Regions from separate parts of the Mus musculus genome. Here region 1 is linked to region 2. Evidence: chromatin contacts called from public HiChIP or PLAC-seq data. All regions are on one chromosome and are shown on one strand. Each heading gives the region's core, a stretch centred on a gene start, on an enhancer-like site or on the middle of the called end of the contact. The rest is flanking DNA. Distances are from core to core; before and after follow the strand shown. Region 1 overlaps Cyp2c23 (cytochrome P450, family 2, subfamily c, polypeptide 23). Region 2 holds the start of Cox15 (cytochrome c oxidase assembly protein 15).

Region 1 (5,686 bases), core at 53-2,552, 260 kb after region 2:
CCTCAGCTTCCCTCAGTGGACTGTGACCTGGGATATGTAAGCTAAACTGTAAATAAACTCTTTCCTCCCAAATTGCTTTTGGTCACAGCGTTATCGAAGCAATATAAAGCAAGCTATCAGAGTGGGAACTGTATGCGAGCTAGCCACATGAACACACACAAGGACCAAAAATGTCATCCAAATTCAACATGTAAGGAATCGGGGATTTCCCACCATCCTTACAGGGGTGGCGTCCTGTGGCTTCACTGCCGTCTTATCCAGACACAGCGTGTGCCCTGCACTGAGCATGCTGTCAGACCACACAACTCCGGAGAACGTGGCCCGAAACAGCTCAGCTGAGATGCAAGACAACCGCATGCTCTGGTCTGCAATCTTCCTCCTGTACCCACAGGTTTTCTGTGCTCATAGAAACAATGGTTTAACTATAGACAGCAAAGACTTTCAGGCTTCCCCCTTCTGTCTTCCTTCAGCCTGCAAGTCTAAAGTTAATGTGTCTTTAAATTGTGTTAGAAAGGATGCTTGGGGCCTGGAGAGGTGGCTCAGCAGTTAAGAGCACTGACTGCTCTTCTGGAGGTCCTGAATTCAAATCCCAGCAACCACATGGTGGCTCACAACCATCTGTAATGGGATTGGATGCCCTCTTCTGGTGTGTCTGAAGACAGCTACGGTGTACTTACATATAATAAATAAATACATCTTTTTTAAAAAATCTAAAAAAAAAAAAGGCTGGTTTTAAAACTTGCTGTTTGAGTCACCAACTTGAGTGCCATTATGAAATTGTTTAAAGCAATTTTGGTAGGGTAGGGGTTTTTAATAACTTCTGAAATAGCAGTAAATCTCCTCCTGCTTTTTTGTGCTGAACATTTATGCAAAATGGTGCTCTCAGCATTGACAATTATAAAATCAAAATACTTAACCAGAAAATTTATCACCAGAAAATGTTTAACGTATATACCTATTTGGTAGGCCTAGATGCAAAGGTCCTGGTAGAGAAGGGCTGTGAGTGGGGAGTGATCAAGAAGCTGTAGCCCTGATGATGACATGCTAACGGCATGCTAACGGCGGCCACTGTTTATGCAGGAAGCCTCGCATCTGCCCGACCCCGTGCGGAGCTGTTTATAAACCTCGTTTAACTCTCATGCCAATGGAAGAGAGAGGATGCGTTTTTGGCTCACGTTATATAAACAGGGAGCTGAGGATCAGAAAGGAGAAACGCTTGCTTATGGCAAGCAGCACAGCTGGAACCAGGATCAAGCTCTGTCTGGTCTTGGAGCACCCAGCTTAGCCAAAAGCTTTTCTGCTTTTACTTCCGGTTTCTTTAAACGTTTGCGCAAGAATTGGAAATGACAGTGCGGTGCAAAACTGTACTGTGCAGAAGAAGGCTATAAAGCAAAAATGTTTCTCTCTTGTTCTCTTAAATTATTTTTGACATTTACTATAAAAATAACCTGTATTTGCCTGATGTAATTGTCATCTCGGAGACTTACCGCTGAATAAGCTCACCCTTTCTAGCTCTTTCTGAGCTCTGGCTGGCTGGTTCAATTCAGCTGTCCTGGCTCCAACTCCTCTCCAAACTGACTGATTCAATTAGGCTTCTCTCAGCTTCTCACTGAATTACTCCCTCTGCTGACCTGCACTGAACACAGGAACTCAAGTCCACTACATTCATTACACTGACTCTCCACAGACCCTACTCCCGCTCACTGACATTTGGACTGACCCCCCTTGATCCTCCCAGGGCTGACCTTAAATAGCCTTTCTTCTGACAGTTGGGCGTATCCTATCTCTGACCCATTCTGTCAAATCTTTCTCCGATTTGTCACTTTGTCTGCCCCTTAATTAGACTCATATTCGGGGACTGCAGGTGTGTTCTAAAGGCCTGTCTACATTCCAGCCAGATCACAGACCTAGGTCTTTGGATGCGATCAGAGCAGCCATGTTGCTGGATTAAAATACCTTTACATTTTATCTGTTTGTTTATCCTCCTGCAGCGGTGTGCACGTGGAGGTCAGAGGGCAGTTCTTTCATTCCACCACCTGGGTTCCAGGATTGAACTCAGGTCACTAATTGGCAGCAAGCACCTTTACCTACTCAGCCATCCCACTGGCTCCTCCCTCCTTCTTCACAGGCTTCTAGCTTGATATCATCACTGTTACCAGATCATAATTGTCCCCTGGAAGATACCTTATGAAATGAAAACAAGACATGCACAGCCTGGCCCACTGTTTCCACATAGAACCTGTGGTATTACGTAGCTTGCACACTAGTCTAGTTTATAGGAATAGCAGAATTTTAAATTCCCATGGTTAGTGAGCATCTTTTAAAACAGAACATTTCTAACCCTCAGATATAAACTACATTCTTTTAGTTTGTGCTTTGAGTCAGAGTCTCAAACTCATTATGTAACTGAGGCTGGCCTTCAACTCCTGATTCTCTTGTCTCCATCTGCCAAAAACTGGGGTTATAAGTGCATGCTTCAACATCTAGCTTTTAAGTATGTATATGTGTATATATATATATATATATATGCACATATGTATGTACATATATTTATCTATTATATATAATATAATTATTAATAATTAATTCCATATCAAAATTGGAATCTATTATTGGTTCCAGAAAATATATGTATTAATATAAATACATTTTATATATGTAATATAAACATGTTATTTTATTTGTAGATAAATTTTCCCAGCCTAATACAGAATAAGTCTTTTGATTTATTAAAAATTATAATATATAAGAAATTCTTATTTTGAGGAAAATCTGCACAAAATAAAACTTCTTAGCAGTGGGGATGCTCTTCTGGAGCTGTGAACGCCTGCAGCTGTGGCCACACAGCCTCCTGCAGAGGTTACCTTTGTTGCTGCTTCCAGCAAGAATGCCTGCCATCCCTCAGGCAGGACTCTGCCAGCTCCGCCACGGTCTGGACTACACAGTGAGTTCTAGGCCAGCCAAGACTACATGGTGAAACCCTGTCTTAAGAGTTCTCTTAAACATCCAGTCTATATAGTATGATAAGTTAAAACATGAATCCTTATAATTTTTATTTTCAGTCTATTCCATTCTGTGGGTTTATTTTACATATTCACTAACCATTCGTAATAACCATACATAAAAATAAATAAAATGTGTAATAAATTTTTAAAAAACCTGTGGATTTGTGTTTTACTTACTTATTATTTATTTATTGCTGAAACAGGTTTCTCTGTGTAGCCCTGGATGCCCTGGAACTCACTCTGTGGACCAGGCTGGCCTCAAACTCAGAGATCCACCTGCCTCTGCCTCCTAAGTGCTGGGACTAAAGGCGTGCACCACCACTGCCCAGCTCCTATAATTTATTTTAAATATTTTAAAAATTCCATATCAAAATTGGAATCTGTTAATTTGGTTCTAGAAAAATATGGTTATTAATATTAATTTATATATTAATATAAATACATCTTTTACCTATAATATAAACATGTAATTATATTTTCCTAGCCTAAGACAGAACGTCCTTTGATTTAAAAATTGTATAAGTTAGCGTTCTAAATTTGAAAATATCTTTAAAATCTTGCAAACTTTCTGCTTACTCCTGAGTACTTTTACCTTGTAATTTTTTTATTAATGAAAGTTTTCTTAGCTGGACTGGTGGTGAACACCTGTATTCTCAGCACACCAGGGATTAAGGTTAAAGAATTGAAAGATGGGGGTCAGTTGAGGCAGTGTAGTGAGGACTTGGTCTATTAAAAAGAAAGGAAAGGCCCAGTGACCCTCCTGCCTTTGCCCACCACAGTGCGGGGTTACCTGTGGCTTTATACTCCAGTGCTGGGATCTGAACTCAGGTCCTTGCACTTGCATACCACGTGCTCTCCCTCACCCACCGAGCCCTTGGTTTTTTTCTTATGATGTATATCCTGGTTTTAGACAACTGACTTCAAGGTCCAGTCCCATGTCAGCTGTGTAGACTCACACTTTAGCAGACTGGACAGGCAGGATGGTTTGAGTGTGGCAGTGTTTATGGCCACATTTGGAATCTTTTCTACACCTTAGGAGCAATGGAGCCCCTTAAATGTAAATGCTGAAGGCTTCCTGCAACCCTGGCATGCACAGATTGACTCTGAGGACAGCAATAGCCTAACTGAGTAACCCAACATTGGGATTAAAGGCAATATTTGGCTCAACATCAGAACCGCTGCACCTTCACAGTGAGGCCCTTTTTAAAACCCACCAAGAAAAACCAGGTGGGCTTCTTCTGGATTGAAGGCACTGCTCATTTAGTGCATGTGACATGAGGGGTCTGGGAAACTTCAGGTCAGCGTGCCATGTTCTACAAAGCCGAAGACAAGGCCCAGAGGTAACATAATGTCTGTGGCTCTGTGTTCTTTTGGTGACTCTAACCTGTTTCTCTTCCAGCCCCAGAACTGAGAGCCATTGCCTAAGCCCAGCAGGTACCATGGTAACCCCTTCCTTCCCAGTCATCTTTGCAAACACATCTAACCTTGGGGATGACATAGTGTCTGAATTTTGTGTCCTGGACCACAGCATGGGGCAGACTAGAAGGAAGGAGAGTGATGTATCTTTGAATCTCATGCAGCACGGCATCTGTATAGGGCAGCTTCATCTTGTCCTTCATGCTGGGGGGTTGGTGGCGTCCAATCACACGATCAAGTTCTTCATGAACTTTGGCTGCAGAGACACGGTGAGGGTTCCTCAGGCCTGTATTCCCAGGAGACCTGGAAATACTTGCAAAGAGTGATAGAAAGTGACCTAGAGAAGGCTTTGGTAAGGGGTGAGCGGGGTTGGGTGGGGGGTTCAAAGTCCCCTTTTGCTGCAAATCCCAAAGATGTGGCTATTGGAAACAAAGGTTGGGGCAGGAATGTGCAGGACTGCCATTGTGGTTAGGACAGGACCCAGGCAGGCCCAACTGATCATGTGATTCCCGGCAAATCAACCATAGAGGGAAAATGTTAGATCCTTATTCTGCCGGGCACACGTTTATCAGCTTCTAGCACTTTCCCACACCTCCCGTGGGAACTGCGTTTTGTGGAACAGTAAATCCTGACTTCCTACAGCTTGTGCTCTGAGAAATGGCTTGAGATTATCCTTGGAATTTCAGTTTTAACTTCATGATTAAGACCCACTTAGTGATCTATAAGCAGTTAGTGACTGCGGTAGGAGGAAGAATTGCCTTCAGTGGTGTAGCTGCTGGTAGGCCACCCATTCTCCTGTTAGAAACCCCTCACCTAGTTCCCTTCAGTAGTCCTTCCCCTGTTCCCGGATCAACTGGAGTGGGAAGTGGGAGACGTGGATAGGATCTATGTACACGATATACTTGCATGTAAAATGAATAGGAGCTATATACATTGTTTACATGCATGTAAAGGCATAACTAAACCCATCATTGTATGCAATTAGTATATGCTAAGAAAAAGAAAAATTCTGCCAGAGCTAAGAATCCCCCTTGAGGGGTTTGGTGCATTTTTAAGGCGTGAAATAGAAGCCCACAAGATGAAAGAACTCATGTGCGGTCACCCAGCCCGGTGTTGGCAGGTCCTCGAGTGGTTTCAGCATGGAACCCCTTAACATCTTCTGCTCAGTTGCAGCTAAATTTTTGTCTCTTTTTCTAACATATGAGGTTTGAGATCCATACGTTCTACTTTTGAATCTAAATCTAAATGTTCCTAAATGCCTCTCT
Region 2 (5,661 bases), core at 479-2,978:
GAGCTAGAGTAGATGAGGCCCAACGCTCCCTTTTTGGCTGATAACCTGATTCACCAAGAGTAAATGACTCACCTGGTCACTCCTCCCAGAATAACTGCTCCAGCCACTGTCCCACTGCACACCAGAAGCCATCGGCCCACCGCCCGCTCGGCTGCCCTCGAAGGAAGGGACACTGTCCCTTTTCCGGATTGCAGAGCCACTTCAGTGATGGTGCTGTACTGTCCTGGCCTCAGAGGACGCTGGCTGCCACAGCTGCTGCCACACTAAGGAGCAAGACAGAAAATCGTAACTGAAGAATCTGCTACCAACACTTATCCTCAATTTAACTGGAGTAAAGCCCCTGTAAGGCTGCATTTCACAGCTACCGCTCTGGTTAATCACCGACTCTCATCTGCACTACTGAGCCCTTTCTTACTGGGTTCTCAGTCTCTAAATGTGCTATTCCCTCCCACACACTTCCATTTATACTACCCACTGGAGATCGGGGCTGGCATCGTTATGCCCCAGACTTTCCTGGATCTTACAACAGGTTACTGTCACAGCACAAAGTACCTTCCCTACCACAAGCCTTAACACACAGTCATGTATCAGGTGATCTGTCCCTATGCCCCACTAAGCTGGGAGCTCTTCCTCTTGCTCCCTTTGTAGTACTGGGTCCTTACACAGCAAGACCTAATACATATTTGGTACTCGAACTAACAATTGAATGAACTGACTCCTCAAGGGCAGGCACTATGTGGGCATATTTTTTTTTCCAGGAACATAACAAACTCTAGAATTCTCTGGTTTCTCTTCACACCATAAAGATCTTTCACCTTTTACTACTGATTATCAGAGAAGAGAATACATGTCTTCTTTTGAGTCTAACACTAAGAGCAAAAATATGTTGGCCGGGCGGTAGTAGCGCACACCTTTAGTCCCAGCACTCGGGAGGCAGAGGCAGGTGGATTTCTAAGTTCAAGGCCAGCCTGGTCTACAAAGTGAGTTCCAGGACAGCCAGGGCTACACAGAGAAACCCTGTCTCGAAAAACCAAAAAAAAAAAAAAAAAAAAAAAAGTATGTTCAGTTTCCTACTTCTAAGTAACTGGGTATCTTAGACAAGCAACTTAAAGTAAGTCTCAATTTCCTTCACTGTGGAATGGGGCTACATAGGAGTTCCTGACTGCCTGGTGGCTTTTAGCAAAAACCAAATGTGCAAATAAATGCATAAATAAATAAAATAAAAAGAAAAGAAAAATTACTGAGCCTTTATCACGTGCTAAGGGTTTGATGTATATTTAAAATTTTAATCCTTACAAACACCTTGTGTAACAGGTCGTTCTCCCATTCTACAGAAAAGGAAATTGAAACTTAAAAGCTAAGTAAATTGGTCAGTCATACACAGCAGTGGGTAATATTTCCGGATCCGCATTCAGGGAGGTGTCGGGACACAAGGAAATATGTCCTGAAATGAGAAGGCGAGCCGGACTTGCAGGGCGGTCCGTTTACTTTATCCTGGCCTTTTTTATCCCAGCCCGGCTTCCGTGATCCGAGCCAGCAGGAGTGGGTACCTGTGTTCTGGACGCCACCCTAGGGACCAGGAGCCCGACATTGCGGCTCCCCGTCAAGGCCCTCAGGGACGGAAGGAGCAACCGTTGCATGCTGACAGTACAGCGCCACTGCCGGAGCGCCCCAGCGAGCTGCGGTCCGCTTCTCCGCTCCCGAAAGAACAAGCACTTCCGGGTCAGGCGTCGTGCGCGCCCCCTCGCGCTAGGTTGGCCACTGCGCGTGCACGCACGACTCCCTGGGAGGCTGCCGGGCACGGGCGTCGGGGACGCGCCTCCTCCGTCGCTCGCGCGGCCGCGGGGACTCAGTGGAAACCGAAGGCGAGCGAGGGAGGAACGCGGGAAGCATGAAGAAAGGGGCTTCTTGCGAGCGGAAACAGGCGTGGATATCGTCGGGGAAGGCGGGTGCGGAAGGTGGCGGGGCAGGGGGGCGGTCGGCCGGTGGACCCCGGGGTGGGTCCCGGCTTGCCAGGCTTTCCCGCGGTCGAGTTTCTCAGTGCTCCGGAGTCCCGGGCAGTCACGCAGTCCCTCAGCTGCTCCTGGATCCCCGCCAGTCTCGCAAGTGCCCTCAGCGTCCCGCCGCCCCTAGGGCCACAAGAGGGCACCATACCACCTCCCTGTCTCTGTGGTAGATAATAAAAGTGTGGTGACAGCTCTACAACCTAGAGCTGCCACCGAGGGTGGCGAGTGGGATCCGTTCCCACAGCCATTGCGTAACAGATGACTGGTTGCTTCCTGCGGGAGATATGCCTATTAATATGTCAAGACAAATAACTTTTATGAAGGATAAATATCCCTAAACAAAACAGCAAAAGGGGCAATGCTCTGTATTTTGCAAATCTCTTTTAATATCTCACTTGATGGAAGGTAGTTGGATTCTCATACCTGTCTCAGCGTGTTTAAGTGTTCTAAAGCTGCAGTCCGCTCCCAAGAGGCAAATACAGACACAGACTCCCCAAAGCCATCTGGAGTCTCTAACTTTGAGCACTACTGCTTCAAATGTCTTTTTTGATCCCTACTTTTTGCTTTTTGCTCAGGCTCCTGTTGCAACAGTTTGTAGACATTCCCATACTTTTGTATGGAGCTCCTGATACTCCTTCAGCATCTTCAGCCCCACTGGTGGGGCTGTTACCAGATTTGTGGAGTTACTGTATTGTTGTTTACGACCATTGGTTAATGTTTGAATCCTAATCTATGGGACTGATAGTCTTTTATTAAATCAATGACTATTGCAACTTATTAGGAGGTGACAGATTTTTGTTTGTTTCTCCAAGTAATCTTTCATCATAAAAGCAATATCAGGTAGAAGAAGTCAAGCAATATAGAAAGGTAAAAATAATTCCAAATTCATTGCCCAGGAGTAACCACTATTAGAATGTGGTGACTGTTCTCGCAGAGATCAATACATGAAGCATGAATTAAACACTTTAAAAGTGTGTTGGTAATTATTGTGTGGGGGTGGGTACATGTGCCATAGTAAGTGTGTGGAGGTCTGAGGACAGCTTTGTCGAGTTAATTCTCTCCTTCCAACTTTAAATACATTCAGGGAATGAGCTCAGGTTGTCAGACTTGCACAGTAAGTAGCTTTACCCATTGAGCCATTTTCTAGGCTCCAACATTTAAAACTGATAACTAAAAGTGAGTTATATGGGCTGAAGAGATGGCTCAGCGGTTAAGAGCACTGACTGCTCTTCAATTGAACCTGAGTTCAATTCCCAGCAACTACATGGTGGCTCACAACCATCAGTAATGGGATCTGATGCCCTCTTCTAGTGTGGGTCTGAAGACAGCTGCAGTGTATTCATATAAATAAAAATTAAATAAATCTTTTTTAAAAATGAGTTATACATTTAACTTGCAGGAAAACCCCAAAGCTGCTAACACCACACTTTTTATTATCAACATATGAATCTGTAATTCAGATTTTACTGTATATTTGACTTGTTAGCATGGTAGGACCGACCTTTGCTTTCTGAGAGGTGACTATAAAGAATCCTTATAATGACCTTATTAAGGAACTTCACGTCAACTATAACGACCAGATGTTTATCTCATAAATAAGAGGTGAAACTAGGGGTTTAGTGAGAAATATATAAACTCAAGTTATTGGAGTTCAAAAGAAGTAGATAAAAGTTTCTACTTTGGGAGGAAAAAAAAAAAACGTGGAAATGTGACTTGGTATGGTCCTTGGAAAAGTTTAGCATTCGAAGATTAAACTAGAAGGGTTTTGTCAACTGAGATAGTATAATCATTGGCAAAAATGGAGACTGAAGGGAATGAGTCATAAAGAGGAAACCCTGTATCTTAATGGGTTTGAATGCTTAGTATGAGAGCCTTTATGTAAGTTATCTCAGTGTTCAGTACCCTGAGGTAGGAACTGAAGCCCACTCTTGTTTTATAGAAAATGTAAGTAACTTGTCTGGGATCACACAGGGAATAAAGTAGTGGGACCAGGGTTTGAAATCCAATTCTCGTTTTTTATAACGCCTGGCATTGAGAAACACTCTGAGAGTCTGAGCTGGGATACACGGGGATGAGGTCTCTGTGTTAGGGAGATTAGTGTCCCATTTACTGTGTAGTAAAGATGGTTTCAGTTTGGTTTCTTATGTGTGTGTCTGTATATCTATTTCATGGTCTAGAGATGTCAATTTTAATGAATGACATTTTACCACATAGATGGGCCTTAGTGCATCAATTTATTATTCTATTGCACATGTGAATTCAGGCAGCAAAATTATGAAGTATTTATGGGAGATTTGTATTAATTGCTAGTTCCTTCAAGAATGTCTGTTCATATATTTTAGGAGCAGGAAATGGATTTCTTATGGAAGTGTGTGTAGATTCGGTGGAGTCCGCTGTGAATGCAGAAAGAGGAGGTAAGGAAAACTAGATGATACATGATGGCTGGCAACCTTTTGAGAGTCTGAAAATGAATCCTATGAACTGACCTCAAAAGCTTTGCACGTGGGAGGCTACAGCAGAAGTGCCACTATGAGTTCCATGTGAGTTATTGAGACTCCATTAAAAAAATTTAAAAAGCCTTGTCATCTCTCCAATAGCAACAGTCCTTTCAGAAACAACTAACTAGAAAACCTACTGAAGAGCTTGGTGTGGTGGTGCGTGCTTACAGTCCCAGCATGGTCTAATCTGTCTAATCTCCCCATTCCCCAAGCAGGCCACATTTCAAGTCAAGTGTCTATAATCCTGCTAACTCATTAACATGATTATTTTATTGCACTTGACACAAATTTAAAAGTTTGAAAGAGTTTAAAGATCTCTTAGGGGTCTGAGCATAAGAGTTTAGTTTGGCTCCCAGTTTGAAGCACTGAAGGCATGGCAGCAGAGCGTGGTGAGACAGCTGTGTCTGTGTCTTACATTGTGTCTGTAGTCAGGAAACAGAAATGGATGCTGGTGCTCAGTTGGCTTCCTCTCTGTTTTTGGTTTGGAACTCCAGCCTATGAAATAGTGCTACCCACATACAATGTGAATCTTTACTTCTCAGTGAAACTTCTCTGGAAACTCCCTCAAAGATGCACTCAAGAGATGTGTCTACTAGGGGAATCCTAGTCTAGTCAAATATGTGTTTTAATCTATCATAGTTATTTTATTTATTGGTGCTTATAATGTCCTATCTTTGGCTTGTGAGAGCCTTGTTGCTGAGACCTTTTAATACAATCCCAGTAGTCTGAAAGTTCCTTCCCTATCACCATTCCCTTCATCTCAAAATTACCTTGATAGATACTCCAAAGTAACTGGTTTGCTTTTTAAAGCTCTGAGGAATGAGGAATGTTTTGAAACCTTGATGTTACTTTCTACTCTTTTCTCCTAATACTGCCTTTATTCCCTGTCCACAGCAACTCTTTAATATTTTTAAAATTAATTTATTATTATTATTATTATTATTTTGGTTTTTCAAGACAGGGTTTCTCTCTATAGCCCTGGCTGTCCTGGAACTCACTCTGTAGACCAGGCTGGCCTTGAACTCAGAAATCTGCCTGCCTCTGCCTCCCAAGTGCTAGGATTAAAGGCGTGTACCATAACTGCCCGGCTTACTTTTTATTCTTTAATCCCTTTCTACAGTCTAGACTTCATCCCCCTCCCAGTCTCCCCCCCATCC

Evidence for each region. HiChIP or PLAC-seq counts read pairs in DNA pulled down with a chosen protein or histone mark.
Region 1: an H3K4me3 HiChIP or PLAC-seq map of bone marrow-derived macrophages shows a contact between it and region 2, with 2.9 times the contacts expected there. The contact joins the enhancer-like site here to the promoter of Cox15 in region 2. A contact is called at or near these places in 1 of 39 promoter capture datasets (hippocampal neurons), 1 of 15 datasets of contacts at CTCF or cohesin (the NIH/3T3 cell line) and 3 of 115 datasets of contacts at active chromatin or transcription factors (bone marrow-derived macrophages and embryonic stem cells).

What each region holds. Positions count from the first base shown.
Region 1 is chr19:44,007,794-44,013,479 of GRCm38.p6, forward strand. It overlaps Cyp2c23 (cytochrome P450, family 2, subfamily c, polypeptide 23), which reads right to left. Exons shown (of 9, transcript NM_001001446.3): 7 at 4,490-4,677. Among named protein-coding and RNA genes, the nearest start is that of Cyp2c23, 19 kb to the right of the region's middle. Within about 2 kb of position 1,303, at least 23 of the 459 cell types and tissues checked have an H3K27ac peak or open chromatin away from gene starts, as enhancers often do. A contact at or near this core is called in bone marrow-derived macrophages, where this site is marked.
Region 2 is chr19:43,751,272-43,756,932 of GRCm38.p6, forward strand. Cox15 (cytochrome c oxidase assembly protein 15) reads right to left here and starts at 1,729. Exons shown (of 9, transcript NM_144874.4): 1 at 1,551-1,729; 2 at 73-263. The coding sequence starts at 1,640. Cutc (cutC copper transporter) reads left to right here and starts at 1,752. Exons shown (of 9, transcript NM_001113562.1): 1 at 1,752-1,949; 2 at 4,349-4,420. The coding sequence starts at 1,892.